Linked DNA regions of Gasterosteus aculeatus: region 1 is linked to region 2. Evidence: chromatin contacts called from public Hi-C data. All regions are on one chromosome and are shown on one strand. The core of a region is the stretch at or near the end of the contact, and the rest is flanking DNA. Distances in the headings are between cores, read along the strand shown.

Evidence for each region. Hi-C and Micro-C count contacts between places; a contact is called where the count stands out from the background.
Region 1: a Hi-C map of tail fin shows a contact between it and region 2, with 2.8 times the contacts expected there. The contact joins the enhancer-like site here to the promoter of gata3 in region 2. A contact is called at or near these places in 4 of 6 Hi-C or Micro-C datasets (skeletal muscle, tail fin and whole body).

Annotation. Positions count from the first base shown.
Region 1 is chr4:34,470,221-34,473,085 of fGasAcu3.hap1.1, reverse strand. No RefSeq gene overlaps it. Among protein-coding and RNA genes, the nearest start is that of gata3, 130 kb to the right of the region's middle. Within about 2 kb of position 1,480, at least 4 of the 9 cell types and tissues checked have open chromatin away from gene starts, as enhancers often do.
Region 2 is chr4:34,340,397-34,343,096 of fGasAcu3.hap1.1, reverse strand. It overlaps gata3 (GATA binding protein 3), which reads right to left and starts at 1,261. Exons shown (of 6, transcript XM_078100545.1): 1 at 863-1,261.

The sequences.
Region 1 (2,865 bases), core at 231-2,730, 130 kb before region 2:
TTATGTATTGACGGAGGATGTTTATGTGGACCCGGACCTTCTTTTTTTTTTTTTGCAAAGAGTGATTACACTGGCGAGGCCTCGCGCTGTCTGGGAGTTTACATCCATTCACCTGAAAGCCAAACAAATATCTCGGCGCTTTTCTTTCTTTAAGGTCAGCGCCGGCAAACCCGCAGGACGGTAGTAGAGAAAAAATAAAAAAATAAAGAAATTGAGACGGTAGATCCCAGGGGACAGGACGGAGAATGAGGGACGGACAGAAAGAGGAAACGAAGAAAGAAAAACACCCATAATAAAATGATGACGGGGGGGGGGGGGGGGGTCCTATTGGACAGGAAATAAAGTGTGCTGTCAGTCAGCAGCCGCGGCCGCGTCTCCCAGGTTATTGCTTATTGTTTACTCCCCTGTGAAAAGGTTAGAGGTCACGGCGACCACATCTATTTTTTCCCTCCCGCCCGCCCGCCCGCCCCATTCTTCTCCCGGCACACGGAGGAACAAAGGGGCCGCGGCGCAGGAAGGAGAGGGATGGGGCGTGTGTGGTTGGAGGGCGAGTCGGCGGCGGCGGATGAGGGGGTGTGGAATTAGAAAAATATATATATATAGAAAGGGAGAGCAGCGATCAGACAGCGCTGATAAGGAGAGGAGGCGGGGTGCCGCTGTGAGCTCTGGGCAGCAGGGGAGCGCGGGAGGGAGGGGTGATGTGTGTATTCAACTCCGGGGCCGACTCCTCTTATGCTAATACAGCCAATTTCCTCTTTTATTTCATTTCTGGAGCCGAAATCTGCGATCTGCGATAAGGTTGCCGTGGCGACCGCCTGTTCCCCGGGCGGATGCGGGCAGCCGTGTGATGGAGATGTGTAAGTCGGCGGCAGCGGCAGGGAATGAATAATTTAAAACTCCACCAAGCTGGAGAGATAAGAGAGAGCAGGGCTGAGGCCTCTCTCTCTCTCTCTCTCGCTCTTTCTCTCACATCTCCCTCCCTCACCCGTTCCCCACAATCCATCCGTACACCTCGACCCTTCGAACCCTCCAGCCCTCCTCCCCCGTGCCCCTTAGCCCACCCCACATCTTTTACTTTCTATTTCTCTCCCTGGGACATCTAAGGCTTCATCCTCCGAAGCAAGCTGACCTCCGAGGTCAAGGGCATGATGGGTAATTGAACCAGTGGTTCGGGGCAGGCGGAATCGTGCCAGCGGATGACGATGATACTGATGATGACGATGACGATGATGCTGCGACCGGAGCAAATGATGATGGTGATGTCGCTCCCAATTCAATCTTCCTTTCCTCCTTCGTTTTTTCTTGATTCTTCCACGCAGTGAATTCCGCGCGGCGGCTGCCAAATGTGTGCGAGCGTCGGGGCGAACTTGTTCTACTTCAAGTTAAGCCCACTTGGCTCGTGTCACTCTTACATTAGTCACTCCGACAACAGGCGCTCTCCAGCGCACAATGGCCCAACACTTGAATGTAACACATGCTGGGGATAGTCGAGTGTTCCAGCTCGGCGGTGCTCCCGTGTAAACACACCCTCCACGTCCTGAGGTGTGTGTGTGTGTGTTGTCAGGGTGTGGCTATCGCAGGTGAGGCAGGTGAAGAAAATATGCAGAAGAGGAAACGTTTAAGAAAATCATCTGTCGTTGATTGATTGAAGTGTTTCGAGTCGGAGACGCTTTCGCTTTTCATTTGTGCTTTAAAAAACAAAGTTAGCTGATGGAGGAGGAAATGGATCGTGCACCGTGTGCAGTTCTTGTGTCGCCCTGTGCTCCACACCGCACACGGGATTATCACGCATGGAGTGTAACACACGGAGGATCGGCGTCCTCACGCCGCACAACCAAAGATCCGAGCGCTCACCTTCTGTTGGACCGGCTCACCTGTTCCACCTGCAGCTGCATGCCGGACCAGACACGCCGGTGCCAGTGGGCGGAGGGGAGGGGCCTCCAAAGGCAGCAGTCTGCCGGTTGTGGATGCGGCCTCCCGTCTGGTCCCCCCCCCCCCCCCACCCCCACCCACACGCCTCCCGACCCCCTCCACCCACACACGAGCTGTTTTCATTCCACACCAGGCTTCATCGCCATGGAGATAAACCCAGCAGGGCTATAAACACCCAGCGGGTCACGTCCAGGTGAGGGGTTCAAGGCGAGGGGTGGCTGGCCGACGCCCGCCATCCCACTCACACACACACACACACACACACACACACACACACTCCCCCCCCCCCCCACACACGGATGTAGAGACCTGTCCTAAAAAGACACAAGTGGAGGGGAAAATCGGAACAAAAAAGTTGATTCATAAACGAGCCGCACAGGTCGCCCGCACAGGTAATCTCAGCCCAAGCGTGAAGCCTTCATCCCCACGGCGCCAGGAGGCAGCTCGCACCCGCCAACACACACACACAGACACACAAAGGTGAGAGAAAAACCTTAAGACCGTGGACCGTGGGCTGCACCCTCAACCTCCATAGTTCCAAATCCAAACATCTGTAATGTCTCCTTGATTCGTGTAGTTTGGTTTTTATTAAATACGCATTTCGGTTTGCACGTCGTCCGTCTGAGCACCGTCTTGCATCTGAGCAGAAGATCTCAGCCCGCATCCCCCGAGGTCTCCTTCACATCAAGGGGGTTGGGAGGGGATTAGAAATGTGTTTTGTCTGCCAAGTGCAACATCTCACGTTCCCTTCATCCAAGAAGACGCGCGGCAACGAAACACGCAAACAAACCGCAGATCCAAAACATGCTGGTTCCTCTGTTCTTCTCTCTCTGCAGCTCCTCCACCCGACACATGGTGGCACTGCGTACTTATTGGAGACCTGCTGCAGCCCGGGTTCCCCTCCGAGGCGCCTCGAACGTGCAGTCCCACCGA
Region 2 (2,700 bases), core at 12-2,511:
GTTCGGTCATTCTGCCGCAAACACCAGGGGTTATTTATGCCATGTAAATTAAATCAAAGCGCAGAATTCAGCCTCTTCATATTAAAACAGCGCAACGTGCCCGCTGCCCCTCTGGACTTATTAATAATAATTTATAAATATTTCCATCACAGCACAAAATCGAGCAAGTCACAGCAAATATCCGCCTCCTCTACATCCTCTCTGCCGTATCAGGACGGATCGACCAAAGGCGACGTGGAGGGAAGTAATAATAAACAGGAACGGAACGCAGCCCCGGAAAACCCGAAACCTCTTTGTGACCCGCCGGCGAGGCAATCAGATCAATTTCACGGCTCGTGAGGGATTCTACGTGCACACCGCCAACCCGAGCGCTGCATTAGGTCGTTAAAAGCCCTCATCTGGTTCTGAGGTGAGTTAGCTGTATAGGTGGTGGGGGTCAGGGGGGGGGGGGGGGCGGCCGTTTTACGCATCTCGTTTGAAGTGGAAACGGCCCGATGGTTTTGGAAGGAAGAAGAAGCTCGTTCAGGTCAGCGGCAACAATGGCGGACGTTGTGGATATTCTGGCCAGTGTCATCAACACTGCAGACCCCCCCCCCCCCCCCTCTTTAGATATTGTAGCCACACCATACCCCCCCCCCCCCCCCCCCCCTCTCCCCTTTTTATTTTTTTTTTAATATATATTTTTTCAGCCGGCAGAATTCGTTTATTTTCCGTTTTACTTTTTTTTTTATCCTCCCGGTCACAAAAGTTTCCCGTCGTCCGCAGAGGAGCGAAGGGGAAGAGGAACAGAGGAAAGGAGAGGAGGAAACGAGGAAAGGAGCCCATCGGACGCGATGCAGAGCGGATCTAAATATTCACTGACCTGCGGCGGACGAGCGGACGCTCGCGTTTTCTTTTTTTTTTTTTTGTCCCCTCCTGCGTGCAGACGTGAAGAAAGAGCGACGTGCAGGATGGAAACGCCGATGGCATTCAGAGAGAACAAACGCACGCGCTCTCACGTCGGCGGTGGCGGTGGTGTCAGTGCGCGCGTCCTCGGTCCGGGAGTCACATCATCATCGCGCATAACGCGTCGCGAGGAAGAGACACGCGCGCACAATAGGCTGCAGCGGGCAGGCTGCACGCGCGTTATGGGCCAACCAAGAGGCGGCCCTCTCTGCCGCGCGCGCGTCCTCTTCCGGGTCTGGAGGCGTCACAGGTTAGAGGCTGAGACGCCCAATTAAAGGCAGTGGAAACCAATCACAACGTCACAATTTGACCTCTTTGACAGGCACACGTGTTTACTGCTTATATTCTAACATGGAATGCTCACACGTATATGGCTGCTATTATTTATGCTGTATTTCCTTTTGTTTTTGTTATACTATTTCTAAAAATCAATGTAAAGAGACCTGACCAGGTGTCGCCCATTGACACCAGCCGGATGTAAATGCCTCATCGTTATCAGGTGTCATGGAGCAGCATGTACATACACACGTGTATTGGGCAGAAAATACGTATATGCATGGTCGCGTGGGAGAAGAAATCATGTTTTAATCGTGCAAACTGAGGCTACACCGGCGCCCGAGCCAGCGTGCACGCGTAGGTGTATTATCTATAAAGCCAACTAATAAGAACGGAGCGTGCGCACTTTGTGTGCCTTTTGCGGGTATTTCAGTCCCTCCGTGACACGCAGGATGTTGCGCCTCCTTTTGTGCTCCGCAGATGAAGCCACGCGGCTGCTGTCTGATCGACAACACGAGATCCGCGCCAAACGCCACAGCAATTAGAGCCCGACGTGTGCGCGAACGAGTCGGTTTTCTTTTTAAAACGGCACAGCTTTATTTATTTTTATTTTTTTTTTCTACGTGCACGTGCACTCAAACCCGCAGCGACAGAGGCCTGCTAGACCACGGTTCATTGAAAGGAGCACCAAGCAAATCCGATCCCGCTCCCTGTGAAACGCACTGAGGGAGGAGAGGGGAGGATGCTGCAGGCTTTGTGTCTCTCAGCGTAAACTGATCACTCTCAAATCTATCTTTTTTGGGGGGGGGGGGAGGAATTCAATTAAGGTAATAAATTAGCGATAATATGCGAACAAACGTCGTTTCATAAACTTGCAACGAATGCATCTGTATGTGTTTTTTTTTTTTTAATAAACCGATGAATAATTCAGTATTTACACGCAGTGGAGCTTTTCATTTACGGAATTAGTATTTCAACATCTAAATAGAATTAGGAAATAACACATCCAGATAGCAGCGATTTATTAATCTGCCTCTTGACGTAAATCAAGTGCTTATTTCGGGGTAATTATTGGCTCTTCCATTTTAATGTAAAGGTGAAGTTAATAAGTGATAAATGCGCGTACTGATTGCTTTGATACAATTGCTACAAACGTGTAAACCGAATTCATGCCACAGATAATTAAAGCATATTATAGGTGAAATAAAAAGATTAATTATAAGGGGTGAATAAGGAGAATCAATTTGTTGTCCTGTTCTGATAGAATTTAATAAAGGAGAAAAAATCACTCTGGGATTTTGAAAGGGAGCGGATAAGAAATGACGTGCTTTTGGGGGTTTGGAGGGGTAAGCGGAGGGGGGGGGGGGGGGTTCCGAAGAGTCGATCCTTAATTAACTGCAAATGCTTTCGGGTTTACCGTCTCCGTTACCCGTCCACACAGAATCACTCCGGTCTCTACCGGTTTTTGGTCGTTACGAA